2 separate regions of the Sus scrofa genome follow, and region 2 is linked to region 1. Evidence: chromatin contacts called from public Hi-C data. All regions are on one chromosome and are shown on one strand. Each heading gives the region's core, a stretch centred on a gene start, on an enhancer-like site or on the middle of the called end of the contact. The rest is flanking DNA. Distances are from core to core; before and after follow the strand shown. Region 1 overlaps FGF1 (fibroblast growth factor 1). Region 2 holds the start of FGF1 (fibroblast growth factor 1).

The links. Hi-C and Micro-C count contacts between places; a contact is called where the count stands out from the background.
Region 2: a contact with region 1 is called in a Hi-C map of embryonic fibroblasts, with 2.4 times the contacts expected there. The contact joins the promoter of FGF1 here to the enhancer-like site in region 1. A contact is called at or near these places in 3 of 5 promoter capture datasets (fetal skeletal muscle, liver and skeletal muscle), 21 of 47 Hi-C or Micro-C datasets (adipocytes, adipose tissue, alveolar macrophages and 13 more) and 1 of 2 datasets of contacts at active chromatin or transcription factors (skeletal muscle).

What each region holds. Positions count from the first base shown.
Region 1 is chr2:144,138,826-144,143,296 of Sscrofa11.1, forward strand. It overlaps FGF1 (fibroblast growth factor 1), which reads right to left. Exons shown (of 6, transcript XR_002341962.1): 4 at 2,970-3,073. Among named protein-coding and RNA genes, the nearest start is that of FGF1, 100 kb to the right of the region's middle. Within about 2 kb of position 3,001, at least 25 of the 83 cell types and tissues checked have an H3K27ac peak or open chromatin away from gene starts, as enhancers often do. A contact at or near this core is called in adipose tissue, embryonic fibroblasts, fetal skeletal muscle and 2 more, where this site is marked.
Region 2 is chr2:144,238,869-144,243,783 of Sscrofa11.1, forward strand. It overlaps FGF1 (fibroblast growth factor 1), which reads right to left and starts at 2,477. Exons shown (of 6, transcript XR_002341962.1): 1 at 2,047-2,477.

The sequences.
Region 1 (4,471 bases), core at 1,751-4,250:
ACCATGAGAATGTGGGTTCAAACTCTGGCCTCACTCGGTGAGCTAAGGACCTGGCGTTGCCATGAGCTGTGCTGTAGGTTGGAGTTGTGGCTCAGATCCAGAGATGGAGTGGCTGTGGTGTAGGCCAGCAGCTGCAGCTCGGATTTGACCCCTAGCCTGGGAACCTCCTTATGCTTCAGGTGCAGCCCCTAAAAAGCAAAAAAAAACAAAAAAACAAAAAAACAAAAAAAACAACAAAAAAAAATTCTGCTATATAGTGACTTCACTCCATTTCCAAGTCATGTGATCTCTATATTATCTCTTCACCTGCAATGGTTAGTGTCACCCTTTCTCATGGTTTCCAATCCTCTTGTTTATTCTTTATTTGTAGGCATGTTTTGTCCATTAGGCTGTCAACCCTCCTGAAGGAAGAGATGGAATCTTGTCAGCCTGTGTCTACCCCCTAGACCCGGGGCCTTGCAGATAATAGGTGCTCGCTGGCGAGGCAATGAATGTAATTTGATTCTTGAGATCACGTAAAGCATTCGGTAAAGTGGACTTTGATTAGTAAGGAACCATGCGACAGGAAGTATTCTGCTCCTTATTCATCCATAGGCTAATGCAGTGACAACTGGGTGAGACACTCAGATCCTTTTAGAGCAAATGGGGCATCGGTGTGATATTTAATTAGGTGACTCTGCTGCCTCTGGAGGAACTTATCCAGACATGACTGTTGGATGCTCATTGTTGGGGGGGGAGGAGACAGGGAGTTTGGGACCCGTGTGGTCTGCCCACTCTCCTGCAGGGAGGACTCACCCCAGGACGCCCCTCAGTGGGTGTCAGGTCTGTGTGTGACGAAGCTGAGGACGGCCACATCCCCCACCTGAGGTGTCTATGACACTAGAGTGGTTGACACACACACACAGAATGGCTGAGTCACAGGCTGAGTCAGCAGGCCCGGTTGGAGATGCTCCATCTGTCTCTTACCCAGGATTTGTCAACGCTTACGATACACTTTGTGTGGTGCCACAGGCCTGGGGATTAAAGATGATTCGTGCCTATTGTTTTATAATTGTTTTCTTCTTTCTATTTAGCATGTTTTTCCCAGTTACATAGGTGACAGATGCCCACTGTAGGAAATTGGGAAATACAGAAAGGCATTCATGTATTATAAAATCAGCCATTCACCACTCCCAGAGATAAAGATATCTTATGTTTTAGAGCCTTTCATACTTATTTTTTAAAATAAATATGTCCTTTCTACACACACAGATTTGCATCAGGATGGGTGAATACCTAAATTGGTTAAGAGCATCAGGCAGATATCTGAGGTGTTTTAGAAATTCTCTTTATCGATGAGAGAACATGAAATTACTCAGCATCATATATTAAGATGACCCTGTGAATATTTCAGGCACAGCAGTCTTGTCCAGGACTATAGTGGGAGAAGGGGGAGGTCTGGAGCCTAGAGGAAATCAGATCGGGGGAGGGTTCTCCCTCAGATTTTTACGCAAGAGAAGGTTTTAATAAACGGTGGAATTGATGTAAAGGAGGAAAAACCATAAGATTGTAAATGTAAGCTCAGAAATAATGAGGGTTAGGAATTTGTAAACTGATTAGCCTGTAGCTATCACTGCTGTGCCAGTGGGCGGGTTCTGGGCATTATCTGACTCTTCTCGGGTATGTGAGTATGTGGTTGTTATCACCGATTACTGCCCCTGTTTCAGACAAGGCTGAGTAGGTGAGCAGCTTGCCCAAGTGGCGGAGGTGTGAGATTTAAGGGCGCATCTGAGATTGAATGATTGGTCTATTGATTTTATTATCGACTAGAAGACCAGGCCTTAAAAAAAAATATCTTCTCCCTTAGTAGCAGTCAATGCCTTGTTCCAAACCCTTTCAAGTTGTCCAAATCAATCGCTATTTCAGCAGACAGCTTACTAGAAGCTACCCATTACTCGGATGGTCTGTCTCCTGAGCCCTAGTGGGCAACGTGAAAACAATGAGCTGTGTTCACATCTCAGCCTCTGGCTGAGGTTACAGCTTCAGTTGGCAATTTAACAGAAATTAAAGGGAGCCCCAGACTAAAATCCCCCCCTCGCCCCCACCCGCTGGCTGCCTTTTGTTTGACATCTTCAGGAATGGAAGGAAAAGGATTGGGTGAAACCTTAATTTTCAGTTATGAGAAAGGATCATCAAAATCCAGAAATAATTTCAAAACCTGTGGCCATTGGCTTCAGCCCTCTTTCCATTCAAATAGTTTCCCAGAGATACCAATAGGGACCAAATCAGATTGCTGCTATTCTCTCTTTTCTCGGCAAGATCAATATGTACTGAGTCAAACACGGATAAGCACTAACTAGGAGAGGGATGCAACAGGAGATAAGGAGGACTTTAGCCAATAAACTCTTAGACTTTGCTTCTCCAAAGGGCAGCGATGTGGCTTTTCCATCTCTGCACCCCCTCGGTACCCAAGCCTATCCAGACACAGAAAATATTTGATCAATCTTGGTTGAATGAAGTTATTAAATGTTTTATCCTTTTAGGTGACCCTTCCAGAATGAAAAGCTTATTTCCCCAGTTTTATGCATAACGTATCAACTGCCAGCATCTGGGCTCTGCAATTTTTGTAAAAAAGCTTAAGAGACACAGCGATATAGCCTACCATAGATGCTCAAGAAACATTTTTGGAATGAATGAATGCAGCAGGACCAGGTATTCTGGAGCGAGTGACTACACAAGTTACTAAAATTTCAATCCATGTTTTCCCTGTGTCTATGTGATAATACATTGGAGTATTTTGAGAGAAAACTGCAAGAAATTCTTTTATGTTTGTGCCTAAAATAAGGCAGGGTGGAGGGTGGGAATCCTGCTGGAAAAAATAACAAACAGAGACTAATTGATGCTTTATAGTTTGCATCACTCAGTGTAACAAGATTTCTGGAAACCTCAAACCTTGGCCGCATCTGGAAGCGTGTCAGCCTCATACTTACTGAGCCGTACAAAAGCCCGCTGGTGTCCATGGCCAAGTACTGGCCAGTCTCCGTACTCTTTATATACACCTCCCCCACGCTTTCCGCACTGAGCTGCAGCTGAACTGAAATAAAAATAACATGAGCAAAAGTAAATAAACACGAAGCTTTTGCCGATAGGGCCTGGCGGCCAGGACAGTGAGCCATGGAAAATTCTACTCATTCATTTCACAGAGCCCTCAAGGATGAGCCTCAAATTAATCACAACACAGAAACACAGTTCCTTTTTCTTCACCCTCCAAAGAAAGCTGTCTACTGGGAATCGTGTTCTCAAGGGAAGGAGAGATGGGGGCAGGCGCCCCCACTGGGCTACCTTCTTTGGTACAAAATGACCCTGAGTGCACTTGGCAGGGCATGGGTGGGGGCGGAAATGGCATTTACTCTCCTGGCTCCATCACCACGGTGATGGTGGGGTACTGTAGCGTGGCAGCCAGCCAGCCTGAGGGTGTTCAGCTCAGTTATCAACCTGCTCCGGTGGGGGTGCCCTTTTATGGCCCGGGCCTTCCTGGCGTGGGAGCTTCCTGTGGACACTGTTACTTGTAAAAATCTGATAGTGTTATTGTCCCAAATAGAGGAGGTTCCCAGGAAGTTCGCTTGCTTGGCACCCAGGGAACTCAGGAAGCTCACCCACCGTGAAGGTCAGTCAACTCCCACCCTCTGTGGCAAACCCTCTGGCTACTGGAAGAGGGGAGAGCCTGGCTTCTGAGGGGGGAGAACAGAGCAGCTCCCTGGGAGGGGAACACTGGTTCTCACCTGGGGACGACTTTGCCCTACAGCCATGTCTAGAGACACGTGGCGTTGTCCCGTCTGGAGCCGGATGGTGCTACTGGCATCTTGTGAGCAGAAACCAAGAAGACTGCTAAACCTCCTGCGATGCCCAGGGAAGCCCTTCCCAACAAGGACTTAGAACATCAGCTCAAACATCCACATGCCAAGGCTGGGAAACGTTGAGGTCAAGGGCAAGGACTGAGATACTCTGAGTTACCCCTCCCGTTTATACCAACTGATGCTCCTGGGGTGCCTTGCCCTCTGCTGGGTACCTCACTGTAGTCCAGCTTGATGATTGCTCATTTGTTCAGGGGCTCTGGAGGGAGGCGCTTAGAGGCTTTCTGTTTGTGCTTTGAAATGCATTCCGGACCCTTAGGAACAATTGCTTTGGTCTCAACCATTGCGATGATGAGTGAAATCTATCGAGCCCTCAGTAGCTCTCTGGGAATCTACTGACCTCTGTAAGGGTCAAGGTCATCAGAGGCCAAGGCAGGGGTGCTGGAAGGAACCCCGGGCTGTCACCACCACCTCCAGACCCCTCATTGCTCTTCCTTGTTTTTAGCTTTCTGTTAATTTCTATGAATCAGAACTATATTCTCAGGTTTCAGACTTGGACACACAGAAGAGAAGGGAGTGGATGTCTTCCTCCTGCCTCTCCCAGGTTCCCACTCCCACCGGAGGGATGTAGGGCAGGT
Region 2 (4,915 bases), core at 1,227-3,726, 100 kb after region 1:
AGCACCGCCAGATCCTTAACCCACTGAGCGAGGCCAGGGATCAAACCTGCGTCCTCATGGATCCTGGTTGGATTTGTTACCACTGAGCCCCAAGGGGAACTCCCTGTCATGGTTATTATGTCACTTATAAAATCAGAATTCAGGATCTCACATACTCCAGCCATCCTCTCTAAGCTATTTAGGGAGGCTGATTTTTTTTAAGTGGTTGGGAACCCCTGACATGTATCAGATGCCACAGAGAGGGCTGGGGATGGAACTTCATTGTCCCCAGGAATGTAAAATTCAGGTTGGGAGGGCAACAAGGCATCAGAGGGAACTGTGGTGCTGGGGGCAGGGCTGTCCGGGTTCAGGAGTGGAGAGGGCAGGAGAGACTGGAGGGGCCAGAGGAGTCCAGCCCATAAAGGCTGGAGGGTTCACATCACAGAGCAGAGGGAGACAGCAGCGGGCAGGGGCGGGAGGGAAAGGGGACACCCATGGGAGCACGGGCGGGGGGGGGGGCCCGGTGGGTGTAGGCATGGGGAGCAGTCTGGGGACTGAGCCAGAGACAAACCTTCTGGTGTCTTTCCCACTCTCAGGGTCCCTAGGAAAGACAGGCCATGGGGTCTGCCAGGCACCTGTTCAGTAGACAGTCACGTGCCCTATGAGACTTTCTGTCACTAAGACATTTTTGTGGACGGAAAGAGGGAGGAAGGAGGAGGAGTTATGTTGGAGGAGTTTTGGCTCTTCATCCAGACAGCCCACCAAAAACGCAGCAGAAAATGGTAAGCAGGGACCTCGGCAGTCCTGCAGCCAGCCCCCTCGATTGTCTTTGGGGACCCCCGCCCGTCATCACTCTCAGGGCATGTGCTTTGGGGTGGAGATGACCAGACCCCATGGCAGGGCTGGGTGCAGTACCCACACTGGCTCTGTGAAACGTGACCCTGAGAGTCTAGCTAGAACTGCAGGGAAGGGGAGCACCGTTCTTGAAGGGGGGCTGTGCCCCCAGGGTGCAGCCTGGAGCGGCTGGCCGCCACCCTGCCCCCAGGATAGGTGAGCCTCCCGGGGAACAGAATGACGCAGGGACACAGAGCCAACAAATGCAGAGAGACAGATTCAGGGTGCCATTGCCTAGGCACCTGGACCCCACCTTCCCAAACCCCTGGCCTTGCCAGTTGCCTAAGTCTCTTCCAACTGGATTTCAGTCCATTGTCCCTAAAAGAATCTTGACATAGTCAAGGAGGTACCTTGTTCCTACCAACATTTTATTGGTTTACCCTCAGCATAGCTATTTGTGGTCCCTAGTGAGGGGCGGTGCGTGTCTCGGAAAAACAGTGCATGTGCCCAAGTGATGGAGACTTTAGCCCGTATCCCAGAAGCGGTGCAGGCACCTGTCCCAGGCTTGGGAGGCAGAGACTAGAGAAGGAAGAAACCATGGCTCCACAAAATTTCTCCCTTCTTCTTTGTCCCTGGGCTCTGCTTTCAGAGCAGTTCTTCCCAAACCCTTGATGTATTCCTTCTTGTTCACAACCAAAGAAATGAATTCTTGGATCTGTTAAGAATATTTTGCAGGGTTCCAAGACATCAGGAAGAGATAGGGTAAGAGGCGGGGGAGGAAGCTCTGCAGACCACATTTGCATTTTCTCCTTTTTGCCCAATGACAAGGGTTCAGCTGGCATCCTTTTGTTTATTTCCTATTTGAGGCAGAGCTTTTCAAAGCTAGACATTAACGTGACTGTAATGGAATCTGTCTAATGGTTCTTCGGAGAAATGTCTTCTTGGATCTCAGCAAAGATAATTCACTTGGTAGGAACCCCTTCCTGCTTCCCTGCTAAGCATTAGACTCACCCAGTTCTTTCTGGAAGCAGGCTGGCCTCCGAGTGAGAGAGGAGAGTGCAGGAATGTTTTACCCCAGCATCCATCACATAGACTCACCCCCGCCACGGACTCAGATCAGGGAGGAGAAGAGGGAGAAGGGGCGTGTGGAGAGCATGCATGCTGAGCATAAGCCTGAAGCCAGGCAGAACGTCCACCGCAATCTGAGCCCCCTGGAGAAACAGGCGCACTCACCTTGGAGCTTTGGCTCTGGGGCGCTTTCTCTCTGGGGCGACGGCAGCTGCGACAGCCTACAAGGTCCACACTGTCCTAGCAGGTCCACTGCAGGCCAGCTGGGCTGCGGCAGGAGGAAGGGATTTCCCATCCTCCATCAGCAGGGAGTGTCCTTCACCAAAGGAGGCGATGCCCTTTTTCCCTGGAGTGCGGGCGGCTGGGTCTGCGGTCCTCTCTCTCCCGCTCCCTCACTGCTGTGACTGGGGCTCGAGGGGGCCCCAGAGAAGGGGCTGCCTGCAGACGGCAGCCCACGCCCGCCCTGATCCAGGTCGTTGGTTCCCCAGCCTTGGGGAGCCCCGAGAGGGAGGCAGGGGAGTGTATGGTGAGGCCACGCTCCCAGGGCCCTGACCAGGGTGGCTGGGGCACTCACAGAAAGTCCAAGGGCAAGTCCTTGTGCATTTATTTCTCCCCCCTCTCATGTGATTTTATTTTTGGACCAAACACAGAAGCTATTTGGGGGCTGGATAGATGCCAGATGAAAGGACAGATGTCCCATCCAAGCTGTCTCCGAGCCACTTTTGGAACCGGCCCGGTTACCTTTCCCTGTGCAAGGCGGAAGGGCAGCCAGAGGGTCTTTCTCCCCAGGTCACTTTTAGTATATCCGAGCAGCTAGTTCAGATTCCTAACTTTATTTCCACCAGCTCATCCCCACCCTTTGAGGATTCAGGAAGGATATGTGTCATGAGCAAAGTCACTGCTTTGTACTGCATTCCTACCGTCAACACACTTCTGGCTGCAGACATAAGAGCCCCTCTTAGCAACCTCGGGCGGGGGGTGTGAGCATGTGACGAGTCAGGCTCGAACCCTGAATCACAGAGATGCTGGCTGTTTCCCCTGGCTGTTTCTGCTTTTAACTCCTAAGCTTGTAAAACTTTAAATATTTAAGGAACTTGGATTTTCACCTCTGATCCTTCCTCTCCAGACCTGCCTGGGAAGCTGGGAAGCCCTCCTGCCTGACAAAATGCCACCTGCCCATCCTCCTCTTCGCGCCATCAGCATGGTTGTTTCTAGAGCCCTGACAGCTCTGCCAGAGGGGCAGAGGCCAGGGAGGGTGAGCTCGCAGAGCGGCAGCTTGCTGCCACTTTGCTCCCTGTCTCCTGAAGCTATAAATTATTGAGACTTCACTGTTGTTTTCATTTCTTTAAGAAGAAAAACAAAAACGTCCATGGTTGATTCATACCCATGACGTCACTCTTCAATTTCTTCCCCCAAACACAGTTTCTTGAAGGGGAAAAAGAATAAGGGTTTTCATCTGTGTCCAGTCCCAGGCCCTGATTCTTGGTACAGGATGGAGAGTCTCTGGCCTCCAGTCTCCATGAAGCCAGTTTCCTATGAATAATTCACTGTGCAAACACACACACCAGAGAAGACTGGGCTGGGCCGCCCAGGCTGGGCTCGCCACTGCCTCCAGGGGAAATTGCCCTTTCTGTCTACTGCCCTGGGGAGGAGCCAGGGAGATGGAGCCTAACAGCTTGTCCAACACTGCCCTCTGCTGGCCACTAGCATGATTCGCCCCAGGATGGTGGTTTTCAAGACTTTCCAATGGGCACCCGGGGTGGGGGGGGTTATTTTTAGAGAACCACTTTCCAGGTTCCCCGTTTCTTTAGGTACTTTTTCATAAAACTGGCTTGCCTGAGAACATGCCTGTGTTCCTAATAATCCTTCCCCTACTGGAAAGCATCCCCCTCACTCTTCACAAACCTAAGGAACCTTTGCCTCAAATATAGAAACCTCTAAGTTCACATTCTCAAACTGGAAGCTTCCTTTAATAATTGAATTCAGCTTCCCTCAATAACTAAGGCAGTTTTTATTTAACAACTTTGTCTCTTCTGTCCCTTGAATTTGAGGGAGAGCACTGTGAAAGCAAACTGTAGAGGATATTAGAGGCAGTAATGATGGGAGTTCCTCTCATGGCACAACAGAAACAAATCTGACCAGCATCCACAAGGACGCAGGTTCGATCCCTGGCCTCACTCAGTGGCTTAAGGATCTGACGTTGCTGTCAGCTGTGGTGTAGGTCGCAGATGCAGCTCGGATCCCACGTTGTTGTGGCTGTGGTGCAGGCCGGCAGCTACAGCTCTGATTCGACACCTAGCCTGGGAACCTCCATATGCTGTGGGTGAGGCCCTAAAAAAAAAAGAAGAAGAAAGAAAGAAAAGGTAATAAGAGTAACAGATTAGTAGATACATTTAAAGAATGATGCCACAGCTTAATTTTTTATTTCCAATATTTACAGTATATGGGAAGCTATTATCTTGAATCTATGTGAACTTTGGAGTGAATATTTAAGATCAATTTTTAAATGCGAGTATGAGTAACATTATTTTTCAAAATGGTTTTAGAAGGTTCAGGAGGGGCAAAGACTCTTGCTCCTGGAGTGCCTCTTGTTGACTGATCATCGGCTCTTATCCATCCATCCATCCATCCATGCATCCATCCATATATCCAACCAACACCCACTGAGTTTCTATGTGTCAGGCATTGTCTTGGGCTGACCCAACACACTGTGGGGAGGTCAGGAATGAGGTCTTAACCTTGAAAAAGGTACCTCCTTATCTGTTTGAAAGGACTGTGGAGACCCAGGAAGAAAGGCCATTTTAATGGGGCAGGGCGGGGAAAAAGCAGGATCAATCTTTGCAGCATCGGTTGTTTTTAGAAAGGCCCTTTGCCTTTGCACAAATACAGTCCGTATTATACATCAGTGGGAACCCCCTTTCCCCAGAAGACATTTGGCAGTTTCTGGAGACAATTTTGGTTGCTGCGACTGGGGTTGTGCTCAAGGCATCTGATGGGTGGAGGCAAAAGATACTGCAAAACCTTCTGCAGTGTC